Linked DNA regions of Anser cygnoides: region 1 is linked to region 2. Evidence: chromatin contacts called from public Hi-C data. All regions are on one chromosome and are shown on one strand. The core of a region is the stretch at or near the end of the contact, and the rest is flanking DNA. Distances in the headings are between cores, read along the strand shown.

What was found. Hi-C and Micro-C count contacts between places; a contact is called where the count stands out from the background.
Region 1: a contact with region 2 is called in a Hi-C map of liver, with 1.9 times the contacts expected there. The contact joins the promoter of HNRNPA3 here to the promoter of RBM45 in region 2. A contact is called at or near these places in 2 of 7 Hi-C or Micro-C datasets (granulosa cells and liver).

What each region holds. Positions count from the first base shown.
Region 1 is chr6:18,593,817-18,600,349 of Taihu_goose_T2T_genome, forward strand. It overlaps HNRNPA3 (heterogeneous nuclear ribonucleoprotein A3), which reads right to left and starts at 1,655. Exons shown (of 15, transcript XR_010832214.1): 1 at 1,488-1,655.
Region 2 is chr6:18,275,832-18,282,720 of Taihu_goose_T2T_genome, forward strand. RBM45 (RNA binding motif protein 45) reads right to left here and starts at 4,731. Exons shown (of 10, transcript XM_048061583.2): 1 at 3,411-4,731; 2 at 2,341-2,463; 3 at 2,111-2,237; 4 at 728-838; 5 at 217-396. The coding sequence starts at 3,791. It overlaps LOC106030032 (cytochrome c, somatic-like), which reads left to right and starts at 4,846. Exons shown (of 3, transcript XM_013171595.3): 1 at 4,846-4,985.

The DNA of each region.
Region 1 (6,533 bases), core at 405-2,904, 310 kb after region 2:
ACGAAGTTGGACCTAATGTGCATATAGTGTATCTTGCCAAACATAAGATTTAAAGCACCAAAAGAATAGGCTTTCAGCCCTAAGTGCATTTGCAGTTTATTCCCAACACCAACAGGAACATTTCCTGGGAAGAAAAAACAATATATATTAGCTTAGTAACTGATGTGATGGGTTACCAAACTTTACTGAAGCACGTTCAAATGCTTTGAATTCATCCTCCCTCAATTTTGTCAGTGTTCAACAATCCTGAAGCAACTAAGACAATTGCTTACGTGGAAAACAGAGCTATTTTTAGCTGTTCTGCTCAGGGATCCAGTTTCTTCTCAGCTTTTAATGGAACAGAAAGCAGTGTGAGCTGTCACGTCTCTGTTCTCAATTCTACAAGGTCTGAGCTTGCAATGTCACGAAGCCCAGAAAAAACACTGCACCATTTTTACTCACCATGCTTTGAGCATTTCAAGTTACTTTGAAATGCTTAAAAAAAAAAAGGTTTTGAGAGGAAAGGGAGAAGAAGCAAGAGGGGGCTGTGATTGCAGTATTTCTCTCTGGGTAGGGCATGGATGATTGCCCCAGCCTGGGTTTGATTTTGACTTGGTTCACGTTGGGGAAGTTTTGAAGCAAGGCCTGCGTGCAGGGCCGCTCCTTTGTGCTTCCCAGCGGGGCCATGGCGGGGTGCTACAGAAAGAACGCCGAGGCTCCTCCGCATGTGCGGCTGGGGGCGTGGAAACAGGGAAACGGGAAACTCGGCAGGGCTGCCCTGCCCTGCTCCCGGCCATCAGAGGGGCCCTACGCGTGCTGACGGCAAGCGCCGCTGCGTGTACCGGGGCACGGCACCGAGCGCCCCCCCCCCCCCCCCAGCACCGCACGAAATGGCGGCCGCAGCCTCGGCGCCCGCGGGGCCTCGCAGCGGAAGCGCGGCCTCCCCCCCCCCCCCCCCCCTTCCCGCCCGCGCCACGCCGCAGGGAGGCGGCGAGGAGCACGGCGCGGCCGCCATTACGCGAGCCCGCTCTGCAGCGCGGCGCGCGCAGCACCCCCACCCCTCCCGCCCGCCGTCCTCCCGCCCAGGCGCGGTGCTGCAGCCTCAGCGCACCGCTACCGCTGCTGCTGCTGCTGCTGCGCGGGCTGCGGCTCGGCAGTTACCTCCGTTCTGTGCGCGCACCCGCCTCCGCCAGCGCCAATATGGAGCCGAGGGAAGGGGGGGGTCACGTGGCGGGAAGGCGGGCTCGGGGCTCTGCGCCACCAGGGCGGAGGGGGATGGCGCGGGGGGCGCAGAGCTGGCAGCAGCGCGCGCCGCGGCCTTCGCCCCTTTCTTTCCCGCCGCCCCTCCCCTCCCCCCCCCCGCCGTGCCGCCAGCCCCGGGCCGCGCGCGGCGGAGCGGGCCCGTCCCCGCCGTAACGGGCGTGAGGGAGGGAAAGAAGAGAGCGAGGATCAGCCGCGGAGGGAAGGTGGGGATAGGGGAGGAGAGGCGAGATAAGAAAAGATATAACCGTGCCAGCGTCCGCCCGAGCGCCTGCCCGCCCTCTCCTCGGTCCCACGCCGGCAGCCGGCCTGGCGCACTCACCGCCGCCCGCTGAGGGGGTGGAGACGCCGCCGCGCAGCCGTTACTGGCCCGAGCACCGCCTCTTCCCGTCACGTAATGACGGCCGCCAGCCTGCCCCCGCCCTTCCCCTCCTCCTCCCTTCCCCCGCCTCGGGAGAGAGGCGCCCGTGAGGGCTGTGGGGTGAGGGGGGGGCGTCGAAGCGCTGCCCCTGGGGGAGGCACCTCGCGGAGCTTAACGGCAGTGAAAAGAAAAAAAAGGGGGGCGGCGTGCCACGGGCGTACCTCCGCGCGAGTCTCGGGGAAGCCGTGAGGGGCCCCGAGCCCGCCGGGGGAGGATTTTTTGTCTCCTGGCGTCGCTTTTGTCTTGAGGGTGCTGCGGAAAGATGGCTGTGCAGAGGCTGCTCAGCTCGCACCCTTTGGAAGCGGGCGTCGGTTAGCGTAAATTATTTCGGATTGAGTCCCAGAACAAATCCGGGAGGTTCGACAAACCTCTCTGTAGCTTCGTCAGCAGAGGCATCGCCTGTATCTTTTAGTGGGTTTTGTCACCACAAGCTAAAAGAGGTGAAAAGAAGGGTTTTTCTTCAATTTGATGTAGAATAAAGCAGAGTAAAGAGTTAAGCACATACATAAGCATTTTTTTCCTTATCTGGAAAATGACATGAGGAAAACGAAGGCATAAAAATGTACCTTCTTCAGTCTTGTTTATGCCTATCCTCTCACGGTTCCAGTAACTATTTCAGAACAATGACCTAACCCAGCTTTTGGCACTTACCCCCATTAAAAAAAAAAATTAAATTTGTGCATTACAGATGAGTACACCAACTGATGTGGTTTCACTGAAAGGCCCTTAGGTGGGTGCCCCCATATGAAGCACTAGACTGAAAGGGTTATAAATCACTAGAAGTTCAGTATTAGCTGCAGATTCATGTGTCTGTGTCGTTAACCCACATTTCCTACAAAGAAAAATTGGAGAATACGATCTTGGAGTTTCAAGTTAGCACCTTTATTTTGACTTATGCAACAGCGTCAAAACCTGTTTAACTTCTCTAAAAAGATTTTTTAAATATGTAGATATATTTACAATAGGTTTAGAAATGTTCTTTCTACTATACTGTACCTCAGTTGAAATACGTTTTTGAAGTATTAAATCTGTCAGAAGATGGTGACTTCCTACAACGTAACGTTGCATGGAAATCTTAGCAACCTCCAGATCATCTTTGTGGTACAACTAAAACCATTGATTTCTCATCCTCATCTCTTCTCCCCAAGTGTAATGCACAGTTTAACTTTTTATTTCAAATAAAATTATTCATGTATGTGTCACTTATGTTCCTTGTTCTCTTGCCCTTGAATAGTGTGAGACAGACAACAGCGCTGGCAATGTGTGTCTTAAAATACTTGTCAGTTGCAAAGATTCTTGTTAGTTTATACTGGACTTGCCTCACAATTTGAAGAATACCTTCATTAGTCTGATGTTATTCGTTTACCGCTTAAGTATCAGTCATGGAGGCTGATAGTCTTGTAGTCTGATTTGGTTGCACAGCCATAGGGAGATCCCATTTGAATTCTATAGTTTCAGTTCATGATCGTCCTTCCCCGTGTGTAATCAACTGTATAGAATGTAATCATTTTATAATATTGTGCTAGCTACACTAGCATAAAAGGCAAACCAATAAATGAAGGAGTTGCTTATTTTACAGAGTCACAGTTGCTTGTGAAAATTGTCCACAAACAAGTCTGAGGTCTTAGATGAAAAATTGTACTTTTGATTTCAGGCAAACAATTTTCTGCTGGTAAAGTGTTTTGAGGTTGGTTGGTACCCAGAAGAATATTGCTTCACATCTTGGATCACACAATTCCTTAAGAGAAAACGTGGCATTTAATACACTTCTATCTATTTTGGCTGATGTAGTTTCATCATTATATGTAGTTTCACATTATGTAGCAGACCTAGCGTTGGTTATCTGTGCAGATGATTGACATGCCTTTTTTTTTTTTTTCCATCAGTGTTTGCAAATGTACTGTTTTTTTTGTAAGCCATAGGAACAGTAGATTGTACCTGGTTCAAAAAATGTGACAAAGGCCTTTAACTTTCATATACTTTCATGGCTGAAATTTCAGTCTTTTCTTCATCCTCTTCTTTTAATTGTTTGTTTAATTATTTATTTTTGATTGGCTCTTACATGGTTTTAGATTGTGAAAAGATTCTTTGTGTAAAGAAATATTATTGGTGAAATTGTCCAAAGGTTTGCTTTTGTTTGTTTGTTTGTTTTTACTGTTACACAGAGATTATGAATGTGACTATGAAATTGATCTTGAGTTCTACTCTCCAGAATAGTAATGTTAACAGAATCCATTCAGTGAACGAAGTATGTTTTTCATAAGCCTCTTAGATTGCAGAAACAAATTGACTTATTATTAATTAAATGATTGTATTGTGATGGTAGTTTTGTAAATGTAGTTGGTCTAAATATATTTAAGTTTCCTATGTTGAAAAGGGCACAACTGCAATTTTGATCAGAAGGCCTGCGTGCTCTATACTAAAATGTTCAAGTGATTTTCAGGACTAAAGATCATTTACCATTCTGTTCTTTTTTTCTGGGTTTTAGAAATACAGTATATTCAAACATAGGTGTTACTGTAGATGCTTGACTATTGTGCAAGCAACTGCAGCTTCTGTTACCTTCTTCATTTAGAAACAATTGTTTTCACCTCTGCGCTTCGTTTAAATTGCTGAGCTTCACTGAACAAAGACAGGATAATATATTCATGTACATTCTGATAACAGGTTGGCAGTTCCTGTGCTCGTGTGCAGCACAGGCTACATGAATACTATTTATGTCATTAGTTAGAAAATACGTTTAACAAATAACCTGATTATTGATACCAGAATTAGTAGTCTGATTATGCTACTGTATTCGCTTTAATTCAGAAATTGTTAATAATACTCTGTGTACCTAAACTAACCCTTTCCGCTTCAGATTGTGCCATTTCAAGTGTTTTCTACTCCAGAACACTAGCAGTTTGTGGAAGACTTAGTTGCAGTGGTTTGAGATAGTATTTCCCCTCTCTGTTTACTTTTTTTCTACTGAAGTCACCGAATGAGTGTAGATATGTAAACCGCTTCAATTTAGTCCCGTACATTAACTCTACTAACTAATATGTCAGTCTTTGACCTAGTTTATCTGAAGGAAAAACACACGATTGTCCACCAGACTAATACAGGCTTAATAATCTCAAGCAAACAATTGGGGAAATAACACCGAAATCTTGTAACATTAGACTCCATCTGTCAGAGACCTTAGATCGTTTTTGCATGACTTATATTCCTCAAGAGTTACATCTTAGAGCTGTGATCTAGGAATTGAGACAGATCAATTAGCAACAATCTCAATTAGAAATACTTATAAACTGCTTTCCCTTTGTATATTTTGTTTTTATTTAGGGACGTGGCATTATTTTTTTCTACAAGTTGTATCCTCTTATAAAATGTTTATTCTTTTGAACATTTTATATGTGGGCCAGATATGTACCATGGAAAATAATCCTGCATTTGGGATTGCTGTAGAAATGAATACAGTCCTAAGCATTTTTTTCCCCCAATTGTTTTTCCATTCTTTGGATTCTAACTAAATCTGAATGTATTTAGACTCTATTTTATTCCATAAACTGCTTTGTCTATTTTTTTATCTCAGTTTATCTTAAAATTTTACTTGTTAGAAACCTTCTGACATAAATTAAACAAGAATTATCATTGGGAATGATAATGAGGACTAACCAAACAATAAACGCTCTAGCAGGGAAGGAAAGATACCTCGCTGAGATGCCATTTTAACATGGCTGGCTTTGTAACTTTGTGCACATTTCATTTACATTTATGGTCTGGATCTTAGGAATTTTGTTACTAGCACAATTATGCTCTAGACAAAGTATAAGGGTGTCACGTTAAAGTGACAACGATCACATTTATGAAGCTTACTTGCGATAAAATAATGTATGTCTAACATAGTCTATGATGCTTGATTTACACTAGGCTCTAGGGTAAATTTAGGGCTCTCTTAAAAGGAACATACCTTGTTTATGCTAGACTTCTTGTGTTAGCAAACATATTTTCTTTAAATCTAGATCAAACAGAAAAAAGCATATGTATTAGGGAAAAAAAAAAAGTCATTTTTCAACAGCTTTAATCCTGTTGTAATAGCCACCTACATGTTGAAAACTCCAGTTAAAATAAAAATGAATATGTTGTTTTTAAGATATAAATATATGTAATAAAATCATCACAGCATGCAGAAACGTAAGAAATACAAGCTATCTAGAAAGAATTTTAATAAGAGTACATGTTTTCTTTACAGAAAGAAAAAGTCTTATAGATGAAGGAGAAAAATGAAGGACATAGCAGGTAATATCCGCTGTTCTTGAGATCAAAATTCTTGAAAGTAGTATATAATTTTACTTGACCGTAGTGTTCATTCTTTGTTCCTATGATTTGGAAAACACTAGTTAGCAGTGGTTGTACTACTAGCTAAACAATAAGTATTATTGGGCATGCTTTATTAAGGGGAGGAACTGCAGGTGGATTTCCTGCTTGCCTATGTAGCTGTGCAAGAGAGTAAGGCAGGGGAAATAAATCTTGTTCTTTCCTTGACTGCAATGCAGATCTGGCTCTGGGAGGGGTTTTCAGATCTGCATGGCTCAAACACATGGTCAATGTTCAGCCAATAGTTAGCCTTACATCTGGCAGTGGATTTGCGCAGCTCAAAATGTATTTTTTCTGGCTGCTAAACATGAAAACCTCTCTCTCTCTCTTTTTTTTTTTTCCCCCTAAATTGAATTTGCACACATTCTTCAGATTCTGATTTATATCAAACATAATTTTAACTGTTTATCTGGTATACACTGTGGCTACCCTAAAAACTACATAGCCAAGGACTGTCACAGACAGTTTTGTTTTTTTTTAATAACAGCTACATAAAAGATTCCTTTCTTGTGCT
Region 2 (6,889 bases), core at 3,481-5,980:
TATCATTATCACTATTATTATTATTATTATTATATTCCTGTCTTAATAAACTGTCTTTATCTCAACTCACAGGCTTCACTTTCCCATTTCTCTCCCCCATCCCAGAGAGGGAGGGGGTAGGGTGAGCAAACGGCTGTGTGGTGTTTAGCTGCCAGCCGGGTTAAACCACAACAATAGGAAAAAAAAAAGTGAAGATTTTTTTTGTACTTTACTTACCATTATTAGTATGAGGATCTCGCTGAACATCACAATACTCTAGTCCTGGGACTAGATCAAAGAGGGCAAACAGCTGCTCTTGGACGAAAGGAAGCCGTGATACCACTGACAGACGTTTGGAGACTGACTCCTGAATTCGGCTCTCATTTTTTTCAAAGCTACAAAACTCTGGCTGCCCACCTCAAGAATCAACATAAAAATAAATAAATCAAAGTCATCACACTAGCAAGCCTTCATTTCAAACGTATTTTTCATTCAACTTTTAAAATTATTCTAAGTGAATTAAACACTAAAGGTAACATGTTTATTTCATCAATGCAGGTCTTGAAATAATCAGGCAACTAGAGCAAAGCAAACCATGAAAATACTGAAATGAAATGCCTGACTCATTTTCTAACTCAATCTATTAGTTGTCAAACTAAACCTCCATTAGCCTCCCTTCTACCAAACCGCACTCTTACATTGTGATTGCGACTACAAATCATTTTTACTATAAAAAGCTGTGACTTACAAAATGGAAATGCATTTCCTCTTGGTTCTTGTCTTGTGTTATTACTATAGTATTCATGTTCAAAAGACTCTGATGACTTATTTTTAGGTTCAGCCAAAATGGCCCGGTAGCCTAAAAGAAACAATCACATAAAAGAACACCTTAATGTACCCAAAATATCTACAACCAGATCTGCATTCTCCAAGTACTGTATTTAGCAATATATTATTCAGAAAACCCATTTAAGCACTATCTTTTAATGTATAACTCTTGAATGCTGACATAATCAATGACATGAAAGTTAACACACTCCACGTAAAACATATTCACATGTTAAGTGCAACAAAGCCTACTTATTCTGGGGGTGACCAAGCATTGGAACAAGTTACCCCCGAAAGCTGTGCCATCTCCATCCTTGGAGATATTCAAAGCTGCCTAGACATGGTTCCAGACAGCCTGCCCTAGGCTGCCCTGCTTAAGCAGCAGGGAAGACAAGACCTCCAGAGGTCCCTTCCTGTTTCAATCATCCTGAGATACTTTGCAGGACCCAGAGATGTTGTAGATGCAGTCAGCTGAATTTCCACAGAACTGTAACTGCTCATTCATGTTTTGTACTGATCTAGGTTCTGCTTATCAGTAATTTAGGTATTACTAACTAAGAAAGAAAATTTAACAGTTAAGCGATCTCAGGCTCATATTTGTGACAATTCTTGTAAAGGGATAAAACATTCGTGTAGAACTACTTATGATATACCAGGTATATTACTTAAACCAAAAACAAGCAAACAAAAAAAACACACCCACATGCCAAGGTGTTTAAAATTTGTGATTAAGTGAACACTGAACAGGAGGTTGGACTGGAAGGCTGCTGCTAAGATTTGGTGCTAGGGTGTAAATGACGGTTGATCATGAAGTGGGGCCAAGTCTTACTTTCTGTAAGAGATTAATCTTTGAATTAAGTTTAAAAAATAAAAACTTCAATTAGCCTGATTTTGTTCTTAAGTAAATGTGATCACAACAGAATCCCTAAGGATTATCAAATAAAGTTTTATGTCAAATACAGTGATATGTTTTTGTTGGAAAACAAGTTCTCAGGGATACATAAAAATCACGTTCTCCTGTGTATGAAGGCTACATTACAGACTGATGATAATTCATGTAAGAAAAGCACTGCACTCATTTACCAAACTCTGTAAGTAATATCAGTGAAAAGAGTTTGGAATGCAAGGATGTAATCAGGTGAACATTAGTAATACTATTTTTACTTGCAATATATTTTTTTGTCTCAAAATGTGCTTACAGCATAAATAATTTGCCTGCAAACAAAACTGAAAATTTAAAGGTATACAAATGATGGTACACACTCATCGTGAGAAACTTTAAAGAATTCAGTAAGATTCTTACTTCGATCACACTCTTCAATTGCTCGGGCAGCTTGTGATGGTTTTAAATACCTCACATAGCCCAAACCTTTACTTTCTCCAGTAGTCTTGTTTTTAATAATGCTGCAATATTCAATGTCTCCATACATCTAGAACAAATAAAAAGTGCATTAATTAAAAATATTTGAAAAAGCCCTTCTGATAAATTAAGAAAAAAAAGCTAGTTTAAAATAATAATTAGCAAATTAGTACCTTAAACTTCTCTCTCAGATCTTCCTCTGTATAGGACTTTGGTATCATAACAAAGATACGTGTAAGCTCCTCATCTTCAACATCTCGGTGGCTTCCAGAAGCTCTTGACTGTGCAATAAATACCTAACAAGAAAATTACATAGACATTAATTAATGGAAAAAAAGGGCTTAGTCACATATCATGTTTGTTTTTAAAACAAATCTTTGTATTTATCTTTCACATAACACAGCCCTCCTAATGTGAACATGAACATCTCTCATCATAGACGCACCTGCAACAAGAGACCTATAAGTATGGTACACCCCCACTGGTTTCTCAAGCAGAACACTGGCCAGAAATTCTCACTTGAGATAATGAAAAGCAGTCAGGAATATCAAAACCCAATCCAGCACGACCAATGTTACAAGGGGCATCTGAGGTAGCAACAAATGCATCACTGCAACAGGCAGCCCTAGTATGCAGTCAACAACAAAAAAAATAATTAATTAAACTTTATTCCTACAGTTCACCTGGAGGTGTTCAAGATCAGGATGGATGAGGCCCTGGGCAAAGTGATCTAGTAGGTAACATCCCTGCCCATGGCAGGGGGTCTTTAAGGTCCCTTCCAACCCAGGCCACTCTGATTCTATGTTTATTTGGGGACTATGAAAACAGTTCGAGAGATTGAAACCTACCAGCAAGTGATCTAAAAAAAAAAAAAAGTTTCAATAAAACACGTGCCTAAGATTAAAAGCTCCCTGGTTTAAGCTCCCAGCGGCGCTTCGCTCTCGCAGCCAAGCTGAGGCAGGCAGCTCGCTGCCCGCTTCCCCACGAGGGGGGCAGAGGGCGCTGGGGGCGCTGCTCCCGGCCGGCCCCCGCCCCAGGCGGCCCCAGGGGGCGGCTTCACCTCTGTACGTGGAGGCCACCGCTCCTCGAAGCCGGCAAGCCCGGGCCCGGCGGCCGAGGCCTGCCGCCCTCCTGCCGCCATGCTGAGAAGGGAGGGAAGCTGGGGGCCGCCGGGCAAGGGAAGCGGTGGCTGCTGCAGCCCCGTTCCCGGCAGGGAGGAGAAGAGGAAGAGGAGGCGCGGTACCTTGATGGGCTTGGTGTCAGGGATCAGGCTGCGGCCGTGCATCTCCTCCATGGCCCGGCAGGCCTGCGAGCTGCGGGCGAACTTAATGAAGGCGATGCCGCGGGACTCGTTGGTGCGCTTGTCCCGCAAGAGCCAGATGTTCTGGATGTCTCCGAACGGGGAGAAGCGCTCCCGGATCAGCGCCTCCCCGGTGTCCTTGCCCAGCACCACGAAGACGCGGCTGTTGGGCGGCTCGTCCAGGCACTCGGCCGACAGCCGAAAACCGCTGCTCTCCTCCATGGCGTGGCCGCCGCTGGACTCCCGGGCCGCCAGGGCTCGCTGGCTCTTCTCGGGGGCTGGCGGGGAGCGGCCGCAGCGCCCTTTTCGCCGCGGAGACAACATGTCCTCCGCCCGCCTCCCCGCGCCCACTCGGGGCCAAGGCCCCGCCGCCGGCGGGCGGAGCTCGCCCCTCCGCACCGCCCCGTACCGCCCCGGGCGGCGGGGCTGGCCTGTGGGGCGCTGCCTGCGCTGCCGCAGGGGCGGCGTCACAGCACCGCGGCGTGGTGGAGCTGGGCAGGGACCTGTGGGGGCACCGTGTCGGCCCCCCAGTCAAGCCGGGCCACCTAGGGCAGGCTGGCCACGATCGCGTCAGCTTTGGAGCATCTCCAAGGAGGGAGGAGGCTCCACAGCCTCTCCGGGCAGCCTCTGCCAGCTCTCGGCCTCTGGTGTTTGTCCCTTGTCCTGTCACGGGGCACCATAGAAAAGGGCCTGGCTCCTTCTTGGCACCTTCCTTTAAGACATATATATATGTAAGTCCCGGGGCAGCCTTCTCCAGGCTGATCAGCCCCAGCTGCTCTCAGGAGAGGTGCCCCCGTCCCATAACCATCTCTGTAGCCCTTCGCGGACCCCCTGCAGCAGCTCCATGTCTCCTGTTCCGCGGGGAGCCCTGACCTGGTGCAGCACTGCAGGTGCTCAGAGGCAGGACCACCTCCCTCGTCCTGCAGTCACACTTCTCCCAACACAGCCCAGGATCCCGTCCTTCTTCTACACAGCCAGGGCACTGGCTCACCGTCAGTTTAAGCGTCCACCAGGTCGTTTCCTACAAAGCTGCTTGGAGAGTTCACCACATCTCTAACAGCTGGGTCCGAACGCAAGCAGCTCTCCAGCAGACCACCAGGGCATCCAGCGTGTCGCGGCCGTGACCCGAGGACGCCATTTGCTGGGGGCTCCCAAGCCTGTGCCTTGCTGCACGCGGGGCCTCCGGCTGCCGCCCGCCCCCAGCCTGCTCCTGTCTGCGGCGGAGCTCGGGGGCACCTCCAGCTCGGTACCGGCCATTGAACACGCCCCGCGGTGCCCTGCCGCTGGGACTGTTGCGACAGTTGCGACATGGCACGACGCCCGCTGCCGCCCGCTCCCGCCAGAACAATTGGGAGAGGCGGCGGCCAGGGGCGGCCTGCGGCGGGACCGTTGGGCGCTGGGCGCTCCCCGGCGGCGGCACCGAGCCGGCGGCACCAGCCCCGCCGTCAGGGCGCCGAGCCCTGGGGGAGGCCTCGGCGCGGAGGCCCGGTTAGCACTGGCCAGCTGAAAGGCGACAGAGTAAGAGGGGGTCTCTGAAGGGACGCGGCCTGAGCAGAACTCTTCGGTTTACCTATTGTTTTCTGAAGTTTCAAGCTGAAAGATATTACCACTTAAAAATCTGTTTGGAGACAAATCAACGAAAACATTTTCTTCTTCATTCTTGATAAGGCACTAGAAGAAGTATGGTCCATGGGCTGTAATCGCACACTGGGCACTTCACTTTCTAATTATACATTGAATTTATTATCTTAAAAAACGATGGTACCTACATAGTAATTTAAGTAGGGAAGCACGATCCTGTGGCTGGCTGTGGCTGGTCCTGTGCTGTGCTGTTGTCCCGTCAAGGCTTCTGCCCTGCCCGGCGCGGCCTCGCTTCGCGTGACGTGGAGTTTGGACGTGGAGTTTGGATCCAGTGTAACTGCTGACCCTGGCTGATGTGGCTGATGCAATTTGCCTTTTTGTGAAGAAAAACACAGCATTTGTCCCTTTCATATCGTGATTTCTTAAGTGTCTTAAGTAGTATGTTCTATCTTCAAATTAGGGTCTTAGATTAAGAACTCAGACAAGAGTCTTCCAAGATACACGTATGTTAGGGCAGAGCGGCTGTGGCTGTCGTAGCTGGCACCTTGGCATTTTCAAAATCGTGCTGCTTTCCTGTTAGCACAAAAAACAGGATTTCCTTTTTTTTTTTTCCTGGTTATGTGAAAAACTTCTGCAAACAGGCTGTGGGATTCTGTGTTGTTTTCTCAGCTATGCCAGTTCCTGGCTGGTTCTCACTGTGTGCTGAAGCACTGCTTTATCTGCTAGTCAACCGTGCAGACTGCATGCGGGAGAAAAAAAAAAAAAAAAACACTTCATTTTTTCTAGATAATTGGTGCCTGTTCACCACCAGCGGTTCTGTCAAGTAAATTTTAGCTGTTGTTTTATGAATGGATAAGGAAAACAGCATTTGTCTGCACTTTTGCAATTCTAGTGCACAGTGTGGTTATCAGTAACCATTCTAGAAGAATGAGGAAGGGAAGGGTCTCCTGTGATAGAGACTGTGCTGGTTCTTAAATAGTTCTGTGCTTTATCTAGATCTCAGATAGCTTGTTTAGATCTCAAGTAGATTTCTAAAGAAGGTACAGATTGCTTTGGCAGAGATGGAAACGAGTAGTAAATATAGTAAATACGAGTAGTAGTTTCTCTGCCACCAGACCAATGCTGCGTATAAAGCTCAGGTTCTCTGAGCTTCTGTCCAGTACTTTTTTCAGAAAGAAACATTCACCTCAGAAGAGATTTTTTTTAAAGACTAACTTTTACTAGAATAAATATCAAAACCCTGTAGTGGTTGATGAAGACTCTTTTTGAATATATTCTCTAGACTATTAAATTTTTAAAAAGTTAGAACTGAATGGTAAAAAGTAAACCTAACATTGTTCTGTAAGTCAAACACAGTGTGAAGCACGAATATCTTCTTGGGCAAATACAAAGAATCCACAGCTCCCTTTTATATAAAATTAATCACTTTATATTAGTGATTTATTACGCATTGTTGGTTTAGTTAACATTGTCTAACATGCATCTGTTGAGTGATTTTTAATTGGCTGATCACTGTATCTATACTGCAGTGAATTTCTGTCATTACTGTTGTTTGATCAGGTTGATTATATGTCTTTGAATACTGTGTTTGAACATTTCCCAATTGGCATGTCATCATCAATACAATACGAAGTTGTCTTGGATACAGCAAACATTGTTCCATTCTTGCTTTATTAGACTACAGATAGCTTGCCTCTGATTGCATTGTTTAGCAGTTTTATTGATTGCATTCTCAAGTGCCCCATTACTGAAGTTGTATATCTACAATGACCAGACTTCATTTTTCAGGCCTTTATACATTGAAGCCATCCTTTTAATTCCTTCTATCTGGATTTGTTTGG